Regions from separate parts of the Ovis aries genome. Here region 2 is linked to region 1. Evidence: chromatin contacts called from public Hi-C data. All regions are on one chromosome and are shown on one strand. Each heading gives the region's core, a stretch centred on a gene start, on an enhancer-like site or on the middle of the called end of the contact. The rest is flanking DNA. Distances are from core to core; before and after follow the strand shown. Region 1 overlaps TOM1L2 (target of myb1 like 2 membrane trafficking protein). Region 2 overlaps RAI1 (retinoic acid induced 1).

What was found. Hi-C and Micro-C count contacts between places; a contact is called where the count stands out from the background.
Region 2: a Hi-C map of hypothalamus shows a contact between it and region 1, with 2.4 times the contacts expected there. The contact joins two enhancer-like sites. A contact is called at or near these places in 2 of 16 Hi-C or Micro-C datasets (hypothalamus and tail adipose tissue).

Annotation. Positions count from the first base shown.
Region 1 is chr11:34,337,254-34,343,621 of ARS-UI_Ramb_v3.0, reverse strand. The region is part of intron 1 of TOM1L2 (target of myb1 like 2 membrane trafficking protein); the gene reads right to left. Among named protein-coding and RNA genes, the nearest start is that of TOM1L2, 35 kb to the right of the region's middle. Within about 2 kb of position 2,686, at least 6 of the 54 cell types and tissues checked have an H3K27ac peak or open chromatin away from gene starts, as enhancers often do. A contact at or near this core is called in hypothalamus, where this site is marked.
Region 2 is chr11:34,486,148-34,493,319 of ARS-UI_Ramb_v3.0, reverse strand. All of the region lies in intron 1 of RAI1 (retinoic acid induced 1), which reads left to right. Among named protein-coding and RNA genes, the nearest start is that of RAI1, 13 kb to the left of the region's middle. Within about 2 kb of position 1,784, at least 52 of the 54 cell types and tissues checked have an H3K27ac peak or open chromatin away from gene starts, as enhancers often do. A contact at or near this core is called in hypothalamus, where this site is marked.

The sequences.
Region 1 (6,368 bases), core at 1,437-3,936:
GAGCTGTCCCTGTGGGAAACACGGCAGGTTCTCAGAAAACTGAAAACAGAACTACCGTATGATCCAGCAACTCCACTTCAGGTCCACACCCAGCAGAGCTGAGAGCAGGACCTCAAAGAGATATGTCTGCACTTATGTTCACAACAGCTTTATTCCTAACAGCCAGGGAGTGACCCAGGTGTCCAGACACAGATGACAGCCAAACAGAATGTGCAGATTCACACAGAGGAATATTACTTAGCCTTAAAAAGGAAGGAAATTCTGACACCGGCTCCAAGATAAGTGGACCTCCAGGGCATTATGCTGAGTGAAATAAGCCAGACACAAAAAGACAAATACTGCATGATTCCCCTTATGGGAGGTTCCTAAAGCAACCAAATTCATAGAAAGAAAGTAGAATGGTGGGTGCCAGGGGCTAGGGGAGGGAGTGGGGAGTTACTACTGAACTGGGGACAGAGTTGATGATAAAGGTCCAGAGAGTGAGGTGCACGACCACGTGAATGCGTTCAATACTTAAGAGTGGTTAGAATGGCACATTTTGTTATACCTATTTTAATAGGTTTTTAAAAATCCTAAGGCAGGCAGTATTCTCTCCCATATTTAGAGGAAGTGAGGCTCAGAGAGGTTGGGATGCTGGCCAGGATCACACAGCTGAATAGGCCCTGACATCTGGTCTTGGGTCTGTCTAATGCCTGGGCACTTGCTGATGTGGCCCCAGCTGTCAGCACTGTGAGTTTGGACCCAACGCTGCCCTGTCCAAACTGTTTAGTTCTCCACAGAGACAGTCAAGACAGTCACCGGCCTCTTTAACAAAAACTTCATACAACATGCATGTCCACTGACAGCGTGAACCCCACGACCTCTGTGCACACTGGAAGTGGCTGGTTCCGCTAGACGCAGCTGCGGGGAAGGCACGCTTGTTCTGCACATGGAGCCCAGAGCTCACACTCCATCGACAGCGGTCCTTCCCAGCGGTCATCACACTCCAGGAACCCGGCCGCGGCTCTGGACATCAGTGCGCCAGCCCGTGGTCTGTGTGGATGACCCTAACTGCTTCAGTCTTTACCAAAAAGCAAGTATCCTCAACCTCTTCACCCTCTTTACTCATCACCCTTGACACCCAAAGACTCTCCACCCCACAAAAGGAGCAAGCCCACCCAGGGGCGAGAGTGGCTGGATGAGGCCCTGTGTGCGGGGCGCTGGGTGGGGGCCAGGGGCCCTTCAGTAGGGCCCATGGTGCCACCTGGCTGCAGCAGAGGCAGCATTTGATGAAACCCTCTCCTCTGGGGGGCTTTTCCCAGTGCCTCAGCAGTAAAGAATTTGCCTGCAATGCAGGAGAAACAGGAGACGTGGGTTCCAACCCTGGGTTGGGGAGATCCCCTCGAGGAAGGAAATGACAACCCACCTCAGTATTCTTGCCTGGGAAATCCCATGGACAGAGGAGACTGGTGGGCTACAGTTTGTGGGGTCACAGAGCGTCAGACACGACTGAGCACGCACACAGGCACCTCATGGGGGAGGAAAGCATGGGGAGAGAGGAAGGGAGGAGGAGCCAGGAGCCTGTGAAGAGAGGCAAAGGTCAGGATGGAGGAGAGGCCATGCCACCCAGCCGCAGGCAGCACCGCTGGGCCCTCAGGGGACATCTTCATGGGGGTGGGGCTGGGGCAGGCACTCAGACGGAACGGTCAAAGCACCGTCCAGCCCAGAGCCGGGAAGACTGGACACAGAGGCTGTGTGAGGAGAGGGCAGCGTGAGGCAGCATCGGGAGGGTCCGCGACGAGACCCTTGCCCCCTGTTCACTCTACCACTTGGATCTCTGAAGGGCCCACCCCCAGAGGAGGAGACCCCCCCCCACACCTGGGGTCACACACAGCAGGGCCTCTGCAGCCTCCTAGTAAAGCCGCTCACCTGCTACCCTTCGGAACCAGTGAGGGGACAGGCCAGCTGGCCAAAGGGCCACAGTCCGCCTGTGGTCTGTCCCATCTCAGCATGGGTCACACACAGACTCAGGAAGACAGAACGGGGGACACCAGCAGGGCCCAGGGGACACTCTCTTGGAGGCTTGACGGAGGAAACTTCCATCAGTGAACCTCCCCATCCCTCCTCCCACCACCAGGAAGGGGGTCAGAGGCGTGAGAACCTCTCCTCGGGGTTAGCACCCTCTATTCAATCACTGGGCTCTGAGTTCCAGCAAAAGATAGAGGCTCCTTTTGATTATAAAGCACTGACCCCATAAGAATGCCTCTTTATTTCCATTTTGCTGGAAATGCCACAGACATACAACTGTGGGTATTTGGCTCGGCTGAGACAGAAGAAGGAGGGAAGGCTGACAAAGGAGCTCAAATCGCTTCTCAGTTTCCTTTCCTCATAAAAGAATTCCCGCCATGGGACCAAGCTGGGTCTGATTGCCCTCCAACTGTGGCCACTCCCATTGGCTCCCTCCCCAGGCCAGAGGACGCCAAGTTCAGGCTCATTTCTGTTATCACGTAAATTGTCAAAACCGAAGATAAATAAATCCTGGTGCAACAGCAAAAACACAATGCTCCAGAGGTCAGGGAGCAAGTCATTCCCGCCAGCCAGCCCTCAGGATGGAGACAGATCAAAGAGCCAGTGACCCGGGCAGCAAAGGGCTGACCTTCCAGAGGTCTCCAGTGATATGCTAACGGCCAGAGGCAAGGCAGAGCTGGACAGGGTTGTGCAGGGCTGGGTGGAGCAGGGGCAGACACAGCGCCCATTAAAGCTTCAGAGCCTGTCATCCTGATGCTGTTGCCATGGCGTTTTCTCCATTCAGAAAAGGCTGCCCCCTGCCTGGTGTGAGCTGGGGTCCAGGGTGCCTTGAATGTCAACCCTGGGACTTCCCTGGCAGTGCAGTGGCTAAGGCTCTGAGCTTCCATCCTGGTCGGGGTGTACAGACCCTGATGGCAAGGTTCTTTTCCAGCAGCAGCCCATGCCCCACCACAATGTCCCTCCCACATGCTCTGAAGTTCAGGGCCGTGATGCTGGGAGGACACTCCAGTCCAGGGGTTTGGTTTCTTGGCTACTGATTTCTACACTTTGATGTGAAATACAGCAACGTCAGAAGCAGCCAAGAGGGCTGGGTTAGCATTTTTGCATTCAGCAGCAGCCTCTTGGTGAGCCTGGAGGAGAAACAGCAGAATCTTCCACCTCCTCCACAATCAAGAGAGTGAGAAGGAGCCGAGAGGGACTGGGCTGCTTCCTGTCGAGGGTGGAGAGGAGAAAAGGAGTCTGCAAGGGTGGGACTCATTCGACAACATGCCCCATCAACTTCAGATCAGCCTTCTGGGCTCTGGATGGGTTCAGGCCAGTGAGGCAGGTGAGGTGGACCAGACAGGTGGAAAGGAACTCAGTCCCAACACTGCACTCAGAGCAGTGGATGCCTCTGCTCTGAGTCCCTGACCTGGTGGATGTTAACTGCAGCTGCTCCCCTTTCACTAGAGACTCCCTCCATTTCATGGGGTGTCCCCCCGTTTCATGGGGTGTCCCCCATTTCAGGGGTGTCCCCTGTTTCAAGGGTGTCCCCATTTCAGGGGTGTCCCCCGTTTCATGGGGTGTTCCCCGTTTTGGGGTATCCCCATTTCATGGGGTGTCCCTCTGTTTCAGGGGTGTCCCCCGTTTCATGGGGTGTTGCCCGTTTCAGGGGTGTCCCCCGTTTCACAGAGTGTCCCCCTGTTTCATGGGTGCCCCTCGTTTCTTGGGGTGTCCCTCTGTTTGGGGGTGTCCACCCATTTCATGGGGTGTCCTTTTCTACAACAGGGGGTCCCACTCCTCCCTCACCCTCTTAAAAGGCAGAGGAGGGGCCAGAAGAAGGTGCACAGAGTATAACTTGACCAGCCCACAGACTCCAGAGGCAGCTTCCTCTGTAACTTGGAGGCAAAATAAAACACGGTGGTCCCCAGGCCATGGATACAGATTGGCAGCCTGGGGACCCAATCTCCAGAAGCGCTGGTGCCATGGAGCCGGGAGGAAGTGAAAAAGACCTCCTTGGCCACACACACACACACACACACACAGTGACAGACCACAGCAGGCCCCTGCAAGCAGGGCACACAGGACCAGACAAGCCGGGAAGAACCAGCCAGGGCTAATGTGAAGTCCTCAGGGACTGGGGCAGCCCCTGTCCCCACCCCACAGCTGGAGAGGGCAAGGGCAGGGGCCTGATGGAGATCGTGCTCTGGACCTTGGCTGCAGGTGAGGCAGCCCTGCCTGGTCCCACCCTGAGCCTTCCCATCAGAGCCTGGGAGCAGAAGGCAGGTGCAGACATGCTCCCAGGGGTGGGGGTGGGGGGCCCTGGACAGGGCCATCCAGCTGATGACTGCCGAGGGTCGGGCACTGGGAGGCAGTGGGAGGCAGGCAGACCGCGTCCCTGCCCCACCACCCGCAGACTGGGCTCAGTCCCGCTCTGCCACGTCACCCCTGGGCCCTGGACCCAGCCTACTCCGCTTCTTCCTCTGAGCACTGTTTCTGTCAAATGAGGTAGGGGGTCTGGTGATCTCTGACCCCCTCAGTCCCCCACTCTGCTCTGACAGCACACTGGCCTATGGACACTTTTTCTTCCTTTCTTGGTGACTTTTTTTTTTTTTTTTACTGTGGTAAAATATACATGGGCTTCTCTTATAACTCAGTTGGTAAAGAATCCGCCTGCAACACAGGAGACCCTTCTTCGATTCCTGGGTCAGGAAGACCCAGTGGAGAAGGGAAAGGCTACCCACTCCAGTCTTCTGGCCTGGAGAATTCCATGGGCTGTATAGCCCATGGGGTCGCAACGAGTCGGACAGAACTGAGCGACTTTCACTTTCACAATATACGCAACATAAAATGTACCACCATAACTGCTTCTCAGTGCACAGCTCAAGGCCATCAAGTGCAAGTACACGTACCCGTCCCCACCACCACCTCCAGAAATGATGCATCTTCCCAAACTGAAGCTCAGCCCCCTGAAACCCTCACTCCTCACCCCTTCCCCAGCTGCTGACACCCACCCTTCTACTTTTTGTATCTCAACTTGATCCTCTAGGAACCTCACAGAAGTGGGTATTAATCCTTTATCAGATACGTGCTTTGCAAGTATCTTCTCCCACTCTGCACTGCTAAATCCAGGGTCATGAAGTTTTCTGTTTTCTCCTAAAACATTTATAGTTTTATTAATAGCTCATGTTTAGCTATTAATTGATTCATCGTTGAGTTTTCTAGATGGTAGAAGGTGAGGTTCCAACTCCACTCTTGTGCGTGTGGACACCCAGTTTTCCCAGCTCCATCTGTTGGGAAGACTGTCTTTCTCCCACCAGCTGATCTTGGCCCGTGTGTCAGACATCAGCCGAGCATCCACGGTAAGATTTGCCTCGGGGCTCCCTGTTTCGTCCCATGGTCTCCATCTCTCCCTGTGCCAGGGACACGCTGCTCTGATGATGGTGAGTTCTGAAATCCGGAAGTGTCAGTCCTTCTACGTTATCCCTCTTTCTTTTAGTATGTTTATTTTTATTTGTTTTTGAAAGAAATATTTATTTGGCTGTACGCAGATCTTCAGTCTTTCAGTTGCGGCATGAGGGATCTAGTTACCTGACCAGAAATGGATCCCAGGCCCCCAGCATTGGGACTCGGAGTCTAAGCCGCTGGACCACCAGAGAAATCCCAACTTTGTCCTTCTTTGTCAAGGCTGCTTTGGCTATTTGGAGTCCCTAGAGATGCCGTTCTGGTCCCATCACTTCATGGGAAGTAGATGGGGAAACAGTGGAAACAGTGTCAGACTTTATTTTGGGGGGCTCCAAAATCACTGCAGATGGTGATTGCAGCCATGAAATTAAAAGATGCTTACTCCTTGGAAGGAAAGTTATGACCAACCTAGATGGCATATTCAAAAACAGAGACATTACTTTGCCGACTAAGGTCTGTCTAGTCAAGGCTATGGTTTTTCCAGTGGTCATGTATGGATGTGAGAGTCAGACTGTGAAGAAGGCTGAGCGCCGAAGAATTGATGCGTTTGAACTGTGGTGTTGGAGAAGACTCTTGAGAGTCCCTTGGACTGCAAGGAGATCCAACCAATCCATTCTGAAGATCAGCCCTGGGATTTCTTTGGAAGGAATAATGCTAAAGCTGAAACTCCAGTACTTTGGCCACCTCATGCAAAGAGTTGACTCATTGGAAAAGACTCTGATGCTGGGAGGGATTGTGGGCAGGAGGAGAAGGGGACGACAGAGGATGAGATGGCTGGATGGCATCACTGACTCGATGGACGTGAGTCTGAGTGAACTCCTGGAGTTGGTGATGGACAGGGAGGCCTGCCATGCTGCGATTCATGGGGTTGCCAAGAGTCGGACATGACTGAGCGACTGAACTGAACTGAGAGATGC
Region 2 (7,172 bases), core at 535-3,034, 150 kb before region 1:
CCTGGAGTTGCTTTTAAGGGTTAAACTGCATGGAAGAGAACAGGAAGGGGAAGAGAGAGGCCCAGGGAGGTTAGGACCTGCCCTGGGCCACCCAGCGTGACAGAGTGCAGTGAAAGAACCCTGGGTAGAAGGAACCAGGCGAGATTGTGGTATCTCTGTGCAGTATCAGTGTTGGGTTTCATTATTTGAATGGGGAGAGAGGGCAGCCCCCACTCTGCAGGTAGAGAAGGTGGTGTGGAATGCGGGTGTTTATTTTTCTGTGTCTGTGAAAGCCCTGTTTCAGCTCAGGCTGATAGGGTGTCTCAAGACACTGCAGAGAGTGTCTGCCATGGAGACAGATCTGCCCAGGTGCTTGCCTAGTGTGGGCACTGACAGGGTACCTCCCAAGCCAGGCTCCCAGTGCAGCCTGTAACCCTTCATCCTAGAGCCTGGTGAGCCTGGGTACCCTCAGAAGAGCAAGGGTGGGTGACGGCCTTGAACCTGGGGTGTCCCTTCGCCTCCTTGAATTTGGCCGTCCTGGCCCCATTCATCTCCTTATCTTCTGGCAGCCCCCTTGAGTTGCTGGGAGGGAAGTCAGGGGCAGCCTTCCCGACTGACAAAACAAGCGTTGCTCACAAAAGAAGGGAGGTTGGCAGGACTGCTCTGGCTCCCCTCCCCCGTCCCAGCCTCTGGCTGCAGGCATCTCCCCTGCTTTGCCCAGGAGGCACCCCAAAATTCTGAGAGGTAGTGAGGGGGCTGCAAAGCCATCAGACCGCTCTGGCGGGGTACCCCCAGCACCAAGAAGGTGGATTCTAGGGAGGATGACTGGCCCCTCCTTCCTTTCAGGAGTCTGGGAAGGCTTTCTGGAGAGGAAGCCAGGCCGGCAGGTAGCAGAGAGAGACATCGGATCCAGGGGGAGCAGCAGAGAAAGCAAACAAACAGGGCTTTGTGTGGTTGCAGATTGGCGGCTCAGAAGGGAAGCCGGCTGGTGGGAGGGGAAGGAGGAGGGGGGAGGAGGGGACTGCAGGCCAGGCCAGTGCTCTGGGCAGAGATAGGCGGCTGGACCAGCCCAGGCTGGGCGGCCAGGGAGCAGGGAGTGCCACTGTGTGTGGACAGGCTTCTGGAGTCAGCCTGGCTGTGTCCCAGCCCTGCCACTTCACTCCTTAACAAATCTGGGCTTGTTTGCCCACCTACTGGGGCAGAGTCACTCACACAGGACTGGGGAGATAGTCATCCGGCCCGACTGGCCTGGCCCGTCATGTGAACCCCGACCCTACAGGGATACAGGCCAAGAAGGGATCAGGGTCTGCCTGGCGGGCTGCCAGCTTGGTTGGGTCTCCTGAGGGGGCCTGGAGGGCAGCGGAGCAAAGGGGTTCGCACTGCTCAGTAGCAGATGCCTGGCATGTGGGTGGACAGAGGCTGGCATCTCGGGTCCTAGGCCCTGGAGCCCAGCATCCCCTGCGCTGGTGGAGGGGCCATCTCGGGGGGCAAATCCTGGATCCTAACAGGGCAGCCCGGGCTGGCCCGCCTGTCCAGGCGCGCGCAGCCCCGCCTCGGGGCGGGAGGGGCTTGGTAGGAGCCGGCAGGCCAGACACAGAGGCAGCTGCATTACCGCCTCGGGGGCCATTTCCTCTCTTCCCCGACCTCGGGAGGGCAAACGCCCGCGCTTCCTGGCTTCCCCTCGCTCCCAGCGGCGCCCTCAAAGCGGCCACGCTGGGGCCTCGGCGCATCGGGCCGGACGAGCCCAGCCAGGGCCGCGACCGCGACTCCGGAGGCCAGGGCGCGGGGAGGGGCGGGGTGGCCGCTGTGTCGCCATGGCAGCGCCCATCCCGGCGTGCCCCGCGCAGTCGCGGGGTGGGGATTCCAGGCCCCACCCCTCCCTTCGCCAGACGGCGACTTCCGGGAACCGGGGCTGTGGGCGTGGCTCAGGCCCCGCCCCTCACGGCCCCTGGCTTCCGGGAACCGGGGCATGGGGCGGGGCTTCCGGAGAGGCTGGCGGCCCCCGGGTTCTCGTCCCGGCCCGGGTCTGTTGTTTTGCGTCGCGTACTGCCGTACGGGTCTGCCCTGGCTCTGCGCTTCCCTCGCCAGCCGCCTCCCTTGCTTGATGCCCTTTCGGGCCTCGCGCCTTCGGTGTCCCGCCGGTCACTCCCGGGCCTCCCCCCCCCCCCCGTCTCCCCTCGGGCACTCAGCTGACCTCTGCTCGCCCGCACATGGCCTGGGCAGGCCGCTGAAGGGTGCAGCCTTGGGCCTTGGAAGAGGTGTCCTGGGCGGGGTCAGCTGTCCTTGGCCTTTCGAGAACTGGGAGGGTGAGAATGGACTTCAGCGGCCGCGGGAGAAGACTTGGTGTGGAAAAGAACTTATCAGGCCTGAGCATTTATTTTTTTTTTTTAAATAAAATCAGGTTATAAAGGGCTTCCCTGGTGGCTCAGACTGTAAAGAATTTGCCTGCAATGTGGGAGACCCGGATTCGATCCCGGGGTTGGGAAGATCCCCTGGAGAAGGAAATGGCAACCCATTCCAATATTTTTGCCTGGAGAAATTCATGGACAGAGAAGCCTGGGGGGCTGCAGTCCATGGGGGTCACAAAGAGTAGGAGAGGAAGGAGCAACTAACACTTTCACCAGGTTATGACCATGTTGATTTTAGAAAAAGCTAAAAATGCCAGATGACAAGCAAAAACCTCTTATAAATTCCACCCCTAGAACATAATCGTCAGCATTTTTGCTCTAGACATATGGTAAACAACACGATAGATGTAATAAATATAAAATATGGAGTCATGCTGTATATTTGGTTTTGTAAGGCCCTTGTGTTTTAATAGTTTTCTCTCCCACTACAGAAAGAGGATGGGCTGATTATAGACTTCTGGAAAGTAAGGCAAATGTAAAGGAAAGCAGTCCACCCAAACTCCCAGGCCCTGAAGCCAGCCTCATTTGATTCTTCTCTGCCCTGTCCTGGGGTCTTTTGTTAAAGGGTGCTGCCTTCTTCCTCCGTGAGCCATCTGATGTCTTGCTTCTCTCCCTTCCTGTGTGAAGCCTGCTCCTTTTCCCTGAGTCTGTGAGTCTGGAGAGAACTGGAACCGGATCTTGGGAGCTTCAGAGAGAAGTCGGACTGGATGGCTGCTTCCTGACTTGGTTGGACCTCTCCCCATCTGCCAACCCCAGGAACCCTTGCCCTGGCTCCTTAATTGGCAGTCTGGGCAGGGGCCACCAAGCCCAGCCAGTGCCACCCAGCCTGTGCAGAGCTGTTGAAGACTTGTTGCCCCTAAGGAGACCAGGCTCCAGCAGCAAGGCCATACCAAGGTCCCAGACCTCAGTCACATCCAGGTCCCCCTTGCCCAGCCACATGCAGACTTAGCCCGTGGTTGGCCCTGTGGCCCCCTTCTGCTCCCACTGTATGTTCTAGGAGCAGGTTTCTGCTGCCCTGGGCTGCTTGGCCTCCCCTTTGGGGCCTGTGGGCCTGGCACCAGGCGCAGCCTCCCTCAGCTCAGCTGCCTCTTGAACTCCAAGCTGCCCTGGCCCTACCCATCCCCTCTACCAGCCTTCTTTCTCCATTCCTAAGCAGTTCAGTTCTGACACATCCCATCCCTGCGTGAAACAGACCTTGGAAAATCAGAGCTGCCAAGGATGGACTGGCATTTAAAAGGCATCCAAGACTTGAGAGGAAGGCAGAAGAGGGGAGAGAGTGCAGGGCCCTGTCCCTGGACAGCAGCTGGATTTAGTGGATGGAAAATCACAGAATGCACCCTTCCCTGGGAAGCACCCCGGGAAGAGGGGGGCAGGTGGGGTACCAGGCAGCATGCCCCACTGGCCACCACCCGCAGTCACCACCACATGCTCCCAAAGTGAAAAGATGTGTGAGGGCCGTCAGGAGTCTGCAGCCGGCGGCCTTGTAAATTGTGTTCTCTTAGCAGGTTTATTCGTTTATGAAATATTGAAGCCCCATTTCACTTTACCTGTAGCAGGGAGGCAGCCAGGTTGGGGCTGAGATTAATGCTCTGAACATGACTTATTTATCTGGAGCCGCTCTTCTGGGCTGGGTGCTGCCTGCCATATGGAATGTAACCAAGCGCCAAGATGAGTGTGTGTCTGGGCTTGCGGGGCTGTGTGTCTGTCCATCTTTGAGGGGGTTCCGTACTGGAGAGTGATGGTTCTCACATGCTTGCTGTGTCCAGGCGTGTATATGAGTCTGTGTATAAGATTGCTAAGAGTGTGCCTGTGTGTACAGTGTGGTGTCTGTGGGTGTGGAGGGGAGGGGTTGAGGAATGAGTTGAGGGAGTGGGTTTTGCGAGCAGGTTTGTGTGCTCATGTCTGTGGTTGTGTCCGCAACATGGGATTAGGGTTGGGGGACAGATGTTCTTCTGTGTGTGTGTCTGCATTTGTGGTGGGGCCACAGGTGTGCCGAGTGTGTGTCTGTTGTGTGTGAGCCCGTTTCTGTGTGCACGTGGTGTGGTGCAGGACTTACATGTCAAAGGCAGAGTCCGTGGCACTGGCTGGTTGTGGGCTAGTCTGCTGCCCCAGCCGTGGCCCGGGAGGAATTGATGCCTGATGCGCTTGTGTACTGTGACCTGTGTGGCGGGGCCTCAGGCTCTGGGAAGGACTGACGTTGGGGGCTGAAGAGACACTGAGAACTTCCAGCAGAACTGAGCCGTCCTTGCCCTGTGACTCAGAGACCAGAAGGAACTCTGGTCAGGGTGGTCCGGGCCCACATCTTGTGGATGGGGACAGCCAAGGTCCAAGATCACACAGCCTGTGATGGCCACGGCAGCCCTGATGCTGGGCGGGGCTCTGGCTGCAGTGCTCTGCTCAGGGCTCCCCCGACACCCCTGTTGCCTCATCTTCCTCTTCTGTGCCCTGGGGGTGGATTCCCAGCCATCCTCCTGTGGCACAGGGCAGGCAGGACTTGGTTGGCGGACACCAGCTTGGTTGGCAAGTTGAGTCCTGCCCAGAGGCAGGCAGCAAGGACAGCCAGGGATGTTGGGGGCACTCAGCTTGGGGCCTGAGTCCCAGGAGGGAGTCCCAGCTCTGGGGGCAGCACGGCGCCAGGGCGTCACCTCTGTCCTTTCCTGGCAGCAGCCCTTCACCCAGATGCGGCCCAGACGTGGCCCATGGCATTTGGTTTTCCTCAGCCCGTGACAGCCCTAAGCTCCCCCCACCTCAGCAGCTAATGCGTCTGTCACTACTTTCCTAATGAGGATGCCCAGGGCCCCCCTGGGAGCCATACCTTTGCAGGCCAGCCGGCAGCTGCGGGGGTGGGCTGGCCTCGGGGTCAGGCTGGGGAAGGGGGTGAGCCCCTCTTGCTTGCAGCCCTCAGCCACAGGGGCCTTGAGGTGCATCCAGGCCCTGAGCCTGCTGTGTGGAGGTTGGAGGTCCTGGAGCTCACCCCAGCACACATTTTTTTTCCTTTGGCCCTGCAACTGTTTATAATCACAGCTTCATTTGGCCTATAGACGTGTTTGCAGGCCTACTGTGTGTGCGACCAGAATTCTCTTGAGATCTGGGTGTTTCTGTGCCCCACCCTCATGGAGCTGCCAAAAGCAGGAAAGACAGTAATCATATCAACTGTTTGCGTCATTATGTGGCCTGTACAGGAATGGGAACACACGTTCATCAGGAGCTGAGGCAGACCCGGAGCAGTCTTGCAGAGTTCCTCAAACTAACGGAGGGCAGGGGGGCTGCTCACCTCACCTGAAAGGCTCAGCCAGGACTTGAGGGAGTCAGGAAACCCACACTCGTGCTGTGGGCCCCAGGCCACTGCCCGCCTCCTCTGGGCTCCATCACCTCTGGAACTCAGAAGGCAGGTCTCTCCTCTCCCAGTGCTCTTTGCCCTCCCCACCAGGGCCCTCAGGATATCTCAGCAGCAGCCTTGACTTTGGAATGCCAGAGGCACTGCCCCAGGGGGCCCCGGAGGCCCACCATTCCTTTCTTTGCTCTCACATAGGCCACTGGGAGAGGTGGGGGGCAGGGTGGGGGGTACTGTGGGAGACTGGAAGAGGTGAAGCCAGAGCATCAGGCCCCTCCCTGGCAGAGGGAGGCATCAGTTCACTTGTTCCCCTGCCTGCGACTGTGTCCTGGACACCTCTAATTGGCAGGCTCCCTGCTGTGCATTAGACCAGGTGCCACGATGCGTGTCATCCTGCCACATCTGGCCCCCACGCCCAGTATGAAGGCTCACCAGTGTTTAGGGGGGGGGGGAAAGCAAATGAGTTGCCAGGGAGCAATCCTGGGAGATTTCATCCCAATTCCGGTTTACAGCTCACCTGGACCATTGCCATCTGCCTCCCTCAAGGCCACACCTGGTGGTGCGGCCCCCGGCCCAAGGCCCGGGCCTCCTCCTGGCCACAGTCTGCACACCTCCCCGGCGGCCCAGCCGTCTCACCTGTGGTGGTGTGGCTTCCTGCTTGTGAGCCCAGCCTCAGGAGCCAGAGCACCTGGTGAATCAAGTCCCTGTCCAGGCCTCAGTGTTCTCCTCTGTTAAACGGGGGTCACAGGGGACTTCCCTGGTATCCAGTGGCTATAACTCCGTGTTGTCAGTACAGGGGGCCCAGGTTCAATCCCCAGTCAGGGAATTAGATCCCACATGTTGTAACTGAAGATCCTGTGTGCCTCACCTAAGACCTGGCACAGCCAAGTAAATAAATATATATTTTAAATGGGGACCACAACAGGAAGTACCCATGAGCTCCTAGAGTCACAGGAGGAATTGAGTGAGAGAATTTTTAGGTGCTTAGAACTGGCTTCAGTGTCAGCTGCTGCTCTGGTGTTGAATCAATAGGTGCCTGCCGGCTGAAGCCTGGGTTTGTCTCCACTGCCCGGGACCCTGTGTGTAACATGCAACTCCAGGCCTATTTACCCAACTGTTTCTTTGGGAGAGAGACACCTGTTGGACCTTGTGCCTCGCCGTCCAAAGACCTAGTCTCAGGACCTGGACTGGAGCCCCTGTGAATGGAGCGCCTTTGGGCTCCTTTGGGTGGGGTCCCCCACTCCATGCTGACTTGACTTGGGTCCCGACAGCCCCAGGGGCCCATGGCCCTCAGAGCATCCTCTTGTTCATCTGCTAATGAGCTGCGTGGATGCTTCATGGCCTTGAGCACGGGTTTAATTGCCCTTACCAACTGCCAACCCTTCGGCCTTCATTACCCGGAAAGGGCATTGGGTGGGGGGAAGCTGGATGGACTGAGGTAGGGCTGGCCT